Linked DNA regions of Bicyclus anynana: region 2 is linked to region 1. The links are chromatin contacts, called in public Hi-C maps. All regions are on one chromosome and are shown on one strand. The core of a region is the stretch at or near the end of the contact, and the rest is flanking DNA. Distances in the headings are between cores, read along the strand shown.

What was found. Hi-C and Micro-C count contacts between places; a contact is called where the count stands out from the background.
Region 2: a contact with region 1 is called in a Hi-C map of whole body, with 7 times the contacts expected there. The contact joins two enhancer-like sites. A contact is called at or near these places in 2 of 2 Hi-C or Micro-C datasets (whole body and whole larva).

The regions. Positions count from the first base shown.
Region 1 is chr5:10,355,971-10,360,725 of ilBicAnyn1.1, reverse strand. All of the region lies in intron 1 of LOC112052885 (ecdysone-inducible protein E75), which reads right to left. Among protein-coding and RNA genes, the nearest start is that of LOC112052885, 35 kb to the right of the region's middle. Within about 2 kb of position 2,080, at least 8 of the 8 cell types and tissues checked have open chromatin away from gene starts, as enhancers often do.
Region 2 is chr5:10,393,039-10,397,793 of ilBicAnyn1.1, reverse strand. The region is part of intron 1 of LOC112052885 (ecdysone-inducible protein E75); the gene reads right to left. Among protein-coding and RNA genes, the nearest start is that of LOC112052885, 72 kb to the right of the region's middle. Within about 2 kb of position 2,338, at least 5 of the 8 cell types and tissues checked have open chromatin away from gene starts, as enhancers often do.

The sequences.
Region 1 (4,755 bases), core at 831-3,330:
CATATTTAATTCAATTCCTTTGTGTTACTCGTACAAGCGGATGTAAAAAATTACAATGTTATTTTGACTTGCATGAAAAAAACTATGGAGGTACAATAATTATTTTACAATAGTTTTTGGGATTAGTGTGCATTTAAATCAATTGTCAATTTGAAAGAAATTTTGTTATACATGCTTTTCCCTAAATGATTCGCAGCAAAGTTACTAAATCAAGCAGACAGAAATATTAGAAGTTTTCGATAATAAACTAATAATTATAATATATATGTCTTTACTTTGGCTTTCGTTCTTTTAAAATATCTATATATATCTATATGATCATGCACCTAAGACTTATTCTGCTAATGTTTGTACAGGTACTTTTACTTTCATTTTTATTGAATAAATCATTTACAACTTATCTATAATAGCCGTTTACGAGACATTGGGCGACCAATAATGCGAAGTTTAGATGATTTAAGTAGGTATGATTAAAATTTATTTATTCATTTTCATTTTATTTTATTAATAAACTGTTACGAATTATGATTCTATAATAGCTACTCCTGTGCTCGATGCCTTTGCTTCGGCGATTGAGGATTAAAAGTTTACTTGTTGAAACTTTTAATTATTTAAATTCAGTAAATGATTTTTGTTAAGCTGTTTTGAAATTCGCTTTTCAGATGCTTCGGCGATTGAGAATTAAAAGTTTAGTTATTGAAAGTGTGATTTTAAGTTATGCAAATATTTTGACCTATTCGCAATCTGTGCAAGCAATGGGTGGCAGTGCATCGTGGTATGTCAGTGCTGTCGCAGGACCAGCCACTGGAGGTTACCGTCGCCCCCCCGGCCCCCCGCCCCACGCCGCCCGCCGCGGCCGGATCAACAAACTTTGCAAGGTTGCAGCGCTATCGTTAACTACAGTTACTATATCGCCCGCCCTTCTCCGACATACCGTTTTATTTTATTACATTGCTATCATGTCGATATTGTGCTGAAGGTCTTTTAGATTAGTACACTTCACGACAATTTACAGCTTCAGTCTGAGGCTAAATTAAATTAATTAACAAATCGTTAAAACTGATGATTGAATTGTAAACTTTACCCTTTGCTTAAGTTTATTAGCATTCTCTAAGCCAATAATTCACTTGAATATTTAAAATATTATGTAAAGTAAAATATTATTTATAAATTTTCTATCATTTGTCTGTAGTTTCATCATTTTATTTATTATATGTAAATTTACTTGAACCTTTGATGGAGTTGATGAATTGTTTCATTACTATTAATCTGATATAGAGCATAATGGAAATAATTTCATTGTGTGAATACAGTTAGGAATTCGAGCGAGCAACATACGTAACACATTAGGTGAATCTCATTTTCGTGCTAAAGAAAATAGATCAATGTATTTTTAACCTGGGCAAGCGTTCAAAATATTTACAACAGGCGCAAGTAGATCACAATTATATTACCAGTAATGCATTTTAGAATATTGTTTTTGCAACACAAAATGACGTAGACAACATGAACAAAGAATAGACAACTCGCGCCATCTGTTATCGAATAGCTGCAACACAGTAATTTAAAAGTTTTAAAATTGGTAAATACCATTATATTGCTACAATATAATGTATAAATATAATAAAATACAATATATGTAATATATGTATATACGTTTTTGACGTTTGGATTTTTTTTTATGATACATAATTTTTAAATTAAATTTTCTATGAAATGCTTAACTTATATTAATTAATATCGATATATTTCGGACCCTTATTCCATATACGAATTAAATTTGATATGAGTCAACTATTCCGTAGTTCTACCTACACCATACACAGTCTTCAAAGTTAGTTGGAGGCGCTTGATCATATTAAAAATATGGCTATTATTCTATTTAAAAAACCACTGAACGAAATTTCATTTTCATATCGCTAAATGAATATTTTATTTTACATAATATAAAACCTTGTAAGTTTTGTAAACTACCCCAATCACCCATATGTTTACAAGCTATTCATACGACTGGAAAGTACGTGTAGGTATAAGGGACACAAATAACGCATGACGTAAGCGCGGGTAAATATGCAATAAACAAAGTGAGTCAAGAACGTCATTTTTCTGTAAAGGGAGCGACGACCGCGAACGTGCTCCGTGCTAGTGCGTCATTACTGCGGGCAGTGGCGTGCACAAGGATTTTAAACTGGGTAGGCACTATACATTCCCTTATTACAAATTGTACTAAATGGATACATTCTTCTTCAATTTATAAGTAGTTTGGTATTGAGTAGGTAGCGCCAACGATATTTTATAATATAGACATGTTACGTACATGACATGATTTGGCTGGTGGGAGGCTTCGGCCGAGGCTAGTTACCACCCTACCAGCAAAGACGTAGCGTTCCGGTACGGTGTCGTGTTGAAAAAGAAAGGGATGTGGATTTTCAACATACTTCTAACAATTTAGCCCGCTTCTATCTTAGATTGCATCATCACTTACCATTAGGTGAGATTGTAGTCAAGGGCTAACTTATAAAGAATAAAAAAAAGTGCCTACAAAATCACTACAATAAAGTGATCCGAATTTTGCTTTTGAGCGCATGCAAAATTATGTGTTAACTTAAATTAAATTATATTTTCGGGTACTTAGTGCATTTTTGCATCTATGAAGAGCACTAACCAATCTAACCAGAACCACCATACTAAAAGTACCAATACTTTTACACGACTAACACAATCAACAACAACAAACACAAAAAGCTACAGCTTTTGCGTTAAATTAATAAATATTTTATTAAAAAACAGTATCAAAATAATATCAAACTTCACTATTTTGTCATAAGAATTAAGTGGACCCTAGGCGGGAAATGTTATAAACTTATAAAAATATTTGGATTTATAGTTTAGCTAAATAATTGTAAAGTGTTTTTTTCAAAAACTGTTTCTAAGCTTTTCATACTTTTAAAACTATAAAGTTATGTTATAGCAGCGCCATCTATCATAAAACAGCGCAAGCTCTAAGTTAGACGTTTTGAGGCGCCATCTAGCGGAATTTTCCGGAACGAAGAGGCTTCGCTGCTACATTGTTACGAAGAAATTCGCGAAAATGCCAACAGACTGCGCTTCAAAGGACCTCCCTATTCGACACATATTTTTAAATAACAAATGTTAACAATGTGGAGATATCACTTTCTTAGCTAAAATAATTTAACGAATAATTTTATGGTTTTATGTGTTTACTATTAACCCTTACAATTATTTTAAATAATATTGTTTATCTATTTAAAGGAACTCCAACACAAATTAATTATATCGTTTCGCTGTATAAAACTTGTAAACTGATATTGTAAAGTGGTAAGATTTAATTTTTCGTTACGATTTAACTCAAAGCTACTCGACCGATTAAAAAAAAAATAACGGAAACCTACATCTTTAATGAGTAACAAAGGTTATATAATATTTGGCGCGAAAGGTATTTTGGAGGATATTTAAATGACTTTTAAAATTAATTCATAAAAATTAAAAATATTAACAATTTTTAAATCGAAATACACGTATATGACGTGTTAGTGCAATAAAATTATCTAATAAGATAATAGTTTACGCATTCGTAACGTAACATACTTCGAAGAGCCGATGGAGCCCAAGGCGTTAGTATGGCGACCCCGCACCGGAAAACGCAATGTTGGTCGACCCCCCACTAGGTGGACCGAGGATATCAAGCGAATTGCAGGGAGTCGCTGGATGTTGGCGGCTCGAGACCGTTGTTCTTGGAAGTCCATGCAAGAGGCCTATATCCAGCAGTGGACGTCGATCAGCTGATAATGATGATGATTACGTAACGTAAAGGAGGATTAAATAATAAGATGCAAAAACTATACTTGATATAGCAATAAATTAAAAAAAAGTATGCTTAAATAATAATGTGCATATAAATATGCTAATTAGGTGATGCACCGCAATAACACCACTTAAGGATCGATAAGAAGAAAAATAAATATTATGTATGTGTTATATTATGTGCTGTAACCTCCAGCCGACTTTCTGACTATCGTCCGGAACAAATACACGACTGACCTACAAACAGTCGTACACAGAAAGATTCGTTATCTGTCCTTGTCCAACCTTCGCGTAATCGGCCGGTGCGGTAGAGATGGCGTGTGTTGTTACGATGACGAGCCTCTGCTCTCAATGTCAAGTTCACCTATTATTATTAGTTCCAATGCCACTAAACATACTCAAGTATAAAAGCATACTGGTCAACCTATAATACAAATGACGACTGCTTTGTGTTTGAATATTTTCGCTATTTGTTTTTTTTTTTTTGTATTATAGGTATCGGTCGCTATAACATTTCACATATAAATACATGGTTTATTATTAGTTCGACCAATTTAAGCGATATTATTTTTACTTTATAGAAGGTCGTCTTTTCTTACTTCACAAACTTGTATGTGTCGATATTATAAGAAGGACGGATATGAATACTTGTAACGTTATAATTTAATTGACAGTATATAGAACAAACACACATTTTTCTTACAATTTTCATTATCATAATTATTATTTGATCACGTCAATAGTTCAGCTGAACGCGGAGTGTATACTAGATTAATAAAGATTTTTTTTTATTCTGTACAAGTTAGCCTTCGACCACAATCTCACCTAATGATGGTAAATAATGATGCAATCTAAGATCGAAGCAGGCTAACTTGTTAGCAGAAGGATGATAATACACATCCCTTTCGGTTTCTACACGACATCGTTCCG
Region 2 (4,755 bases), core at 1,089-3,588, 37 kb before region 1:
CGTTATATTATATTTTTTTAAATGGTTCTTAGACTGAAAATAAATAAGTTATAATGGAATTAAATAATATTTTTATTAAACATTAGATAATTTTGACTTCGAAGTTTCCAACTTGAGTTTTATAATTATATAAAGCTAGTTTAAAAATGCATATCTCGATAATACATATCAATTTTTTTATTTATAAATACGTATATTAAATTAATTTATTTCAAACAGGCTTAGTTTACAGGCACTTTTAAAACCCCCAGTTAGTATACCTAACTGGGGGTTTTAAAAGTGCCTGTAAAGAATAATAGAGATAATAGAGATAATGAAAGTCGAAAACTTAATATTAAAATTACGAGGATTCCAAACACGCCTTTTAGTCTTGTACGTATAATTTAGACACCGACCAGTAGGTACCTATTTAAGATACATATATACAAAACGCATTAATTGAATCTTTAATTGTTGAAAAAATTAAAAAAAAATATATATAAAAATCAATTGTAATAATATCTAGTTAGGAACCTACCTACCTTTTCCAGCTTTTCTGTGTCAAAATTGACGTCGCCCGGAAAGTGCGGAGGGCAGAGCGGGCTGAGGTCGTTGACCCCGCTCCCTAACCTACTCTGAGAGTATTTAGAGCATGTAGATTCCCGCTTACCGTCACCGGCCTACCACATCTGGGTCAACGCTGACTCAAGCGGACTTAATCATCAACTTCAGCTTAGCGTAAGCGTAACAGTTGCGTAGTCACACACATGTAATAACCACACACGTTCCCAAAATGTTAACATTAAGGTCTATTATGCCGGATGACTAACTGAAGGCTAATAATAATTATTATTTACTTTAGCTTTATGAAAAATACTTTATGGTGTTTATTTTGTATACGGCTACTTATACATATCAATACGATAACACAGGCCATTTTTTATAACTTATGGGTTTTGTATTTTTTCGGTATTCTATAAAATAGGAATTTTTTTTTTAAATTATAGTATTACATAATGAACTAAAAGTACTACTAAACTAAAAAAACCTTTATCTATTAAGATGTACTAAAGATAGTCACCGTATAAAGAATCGCTTGGAATTGGTGTGTATCCTATTTAGTTCCGATTTGTGTGTTTACTGTCCCCAATAGCTTCACCAGTAATTTTGTTGAACAGTTCCAGGTTAACGGGTTAAGAGGAAAATATTACGAATAATAAAAAATACGCTGGCTCCTATTCCACGATAAGGTCAGTGGCACACTTAGCTCTGTTGAAATATTTTTTAGCACATTTTTTTGGAATATTATTTCGTCTAGCTGATGTCCGCGACTTCGCCCGTGTGAAAAACCTTTAACCATCTTCATATAAGCAAATAACTTCGAACAAAATTCCCTGCCCATTTTCAACTTTAAGTTGAAATTATTATATTTTTTTTAAGTGTAGTGAGTCTTAATAATTTACTTTAGGGTGTTACTAAAGTAAATTATTGTCACAAGTTCAGCTTGTTTCATTTAATAGTAAATTTGATTACTATAATAATATATTATGTTAGTAATCAAATTTACTATTTACTATCTATCTATTTATATCTATATATTTATTTAATCGTTTCTGATTTTAAAAAGATTTAATTTTACGAGACGGAGTTACGATTTCAGCCTTCAGATTTCATCATTGTTAGGTGTCAAACACTTGTACCCTTAAATTATAGTAAATTTGATGGTGAAGCAAAGTAGATTTAATCCACCCTTTGAGCCTTACACCAAGTAGAGTGTAAGAATAAAACGCAACAATCTTACGTATTCTACATGACACAATCACTTAACACCTGCCGTCAATGCATCAACAAATGACAATGTCCTTGGCATATTGAATTATTTAAAGAGATTTTATGTTGATTTCGCATTGTAACGCTAGATTCCTACAATTTAATGTCTTAATATGCATGCAATTTATATTATTTATTTACCCTTCTATCAATGCTTTGTTTGTGTATGCAAAAATACAAAATGCAGTATTTTTTTTGTTAAATAAGTAGTAGTTAAAACATTCAATCAAAAATTAATGATTTTTATCAGGTGTTATTTTAATTAATTAAATTAAATCTCAAATTCACTCTCTGTTTCTACACTATGTCTATTAGTTGGACTGTACTCGGGTACAATGGGTTAAATACAACAGACTATAAAACTATCATGGGGACCAAATCGTAACACAAATGTTATGATTTTTCAAAATTTTGTATTAAATTCTATTATATTGGTTACTGGTATGTTGTAACAATCAATGGGTTTTTTCCGCTCGGTGTGCCTGGACGCGAGGTCCGCTGTGACGCGGCGAGTGAATCGGGGTCAGGGCGTCGCGGGCGTCGACCTGCAGCCTCGCTCCCTCCCCCGCACCACCCGCTACCCGCCGCGCTTGCCCCTTCACCCGCGACTACCCTTTTTGGATAGTTGCTACCCCAATATTAACACCGATTCAGTGAAACCTAAGTAGATAATGGATTTCAAGTTTTCAGTACTGTAAACGGATATTGTGTATTCGAAGCTTCATTAAGCAATTTCAAAAATAGAACGATTCTATTATAATATATTCTATTCATTGATTTAAATTTTTAAAAAGTATTACTACTGAAAAAGTTTACGTTTTTCGAAGATGGTTTGGCTGGATTTAATTTACAAGTAATTTTTGGATAGAAAAATGCTCAAGTAGTAAAAACTTCTTAAATTAAAAATATTTCAGTTAGTCAGTTTACTTAGTTTGTCAAAGTTTTTTGTATAACAATATTTTAATGATTGATGCAATTATAACTGAGTCGGATTAAAGAGGAGAGTAAAAAATAAATAATTTAGCAAAAGTTTGATGTCGAGTGTCGACACATGCAATAGAGTGAACAGGCGGGTCAAACTCTTGACCGGGTTAAGATAATTAAAGCCACAATTGCTCAACCGCGGGATCCGCTGCAATCATAAAGATGGCTGCGATTCGAGCTCAGGATTTTCAATTATTATTATTCAGGACATCCCGGTTTATAGACAGTTACTGGATGTTGGCGACTCGAGACCGTAGTGTTTCGAAATCGATACAAGAGGCTTTTGCCATATTGTACAGCAGTGGATGATCACCTTCTAATAATGATGTTGATGATGACGATGATGATGATGATGATGATGACGATGATGATGATGATCATGATGATGATGATGATGATCATGATGATGATGATGATGATGATCATGATGATGATGATGATCATGATGATGATGATGATAATGATGATCATGATGATCATGATGATGATGATGATGATGATGGTGAAGATGATGATGAATATAATGACGGTGATGGTGATGATGATGATAATTATGATGATGATGATGATGATGATGATGATGATGATAATGATGATGATAATGACGGTAATGGTGATGATGATTATGATGATGATAATGATGATAATGATGATGATGATGATGACGATGGATAATGATGATATACGAAGACGATGTTATATTAAATAGTAGAAAACGAATGTCGACATTACTGCAAAGGCGCTTCAATAGATGTTTCGTTTCACATCTATACCAGTATAACACAAAGGCGCCGCGTAATTTATATGATCTATCTCTACTCAACGGTGATGATGATGATGAATAATAAATAATTCGTAAATAAACGAATCTAGCAGCTCCAAAATTCCTATTGCGAAATGCGCGGACCCTCAGAATTTAAGTACTATAGACAGAAAGTTCTTGTTCCATCATATCTATAAAATAAAAACGTATTAAGTAGGTTTTGTCTGCACTGACAATAACTATATACGGCATTATTTTGCTTAATGAATTGGTATTTTGATAATAATTTTATTCATGTACAAAAAATAAATTAAAAAAACCGACAAAATAACGAGTATGATACAAGATGACATTGAGGTGCAGCTATAGTATCGACCTCCGATAAACATGAAGTGGTAATATGTGATGACAATAAATAATAAATCAGTGACACCATACAAAAGCTCTGCTTCCAAAGCTCTATCTATACTACAACACCAAAAAAGAAACAGAACAAACTTGTAAGACAAAAATGCTACTAAAGTTTAATTACCTATAAATAATAAATATGTCAATTTTAATGCATAATTTGTGTTTACGATAACCGTTTTTCAATATCACTAGACCAGAGCACTGGCGCCTAAATCTAATTAGACATTTCTAACCCCGGGTCGTTGATCGGGCGGGTTTCATTAAATCACAGCGTAATTAAGGTAATTATGCAAGCTGTTAGCATATTGTGAGTTGTGACATTACAGGGACGGATTTAGTGCGAGTTTGAAACAGTTATTTGTGCGGGGCGCGGGGCGCGGGGCGCAGGGAGCGCGACCCAATTGCGGCGGGTGAACGAACTGGGGGCCTTGATCGCAATACTGAGCGGTGAGCCGCCGTCCCCCGCGCGCCGCCCGCTCGCCGCGCGCCACAGACTACGTCACTACACATTGTTTTACAATAACCGATTTTAAAAATGTTAATATTTCATCGTGATGATTAGTTGTCTTTAAATGTCTATACTATCACTAGAGAGTAGAAGCTGAATGTCTGTACCTACAATGGGTTACCAAAATTGTATTAGGTATATCTAAAGAGAAAAAATAGACGATATATTATATATATGACCTAAACAGCCTATATGATTGTTTTTGAAAAAAAAAAGAATATTGACCATATTTTTTAAACATGACCAACATTTTCCGACTCATAAAAGAAAAGTCTGTATT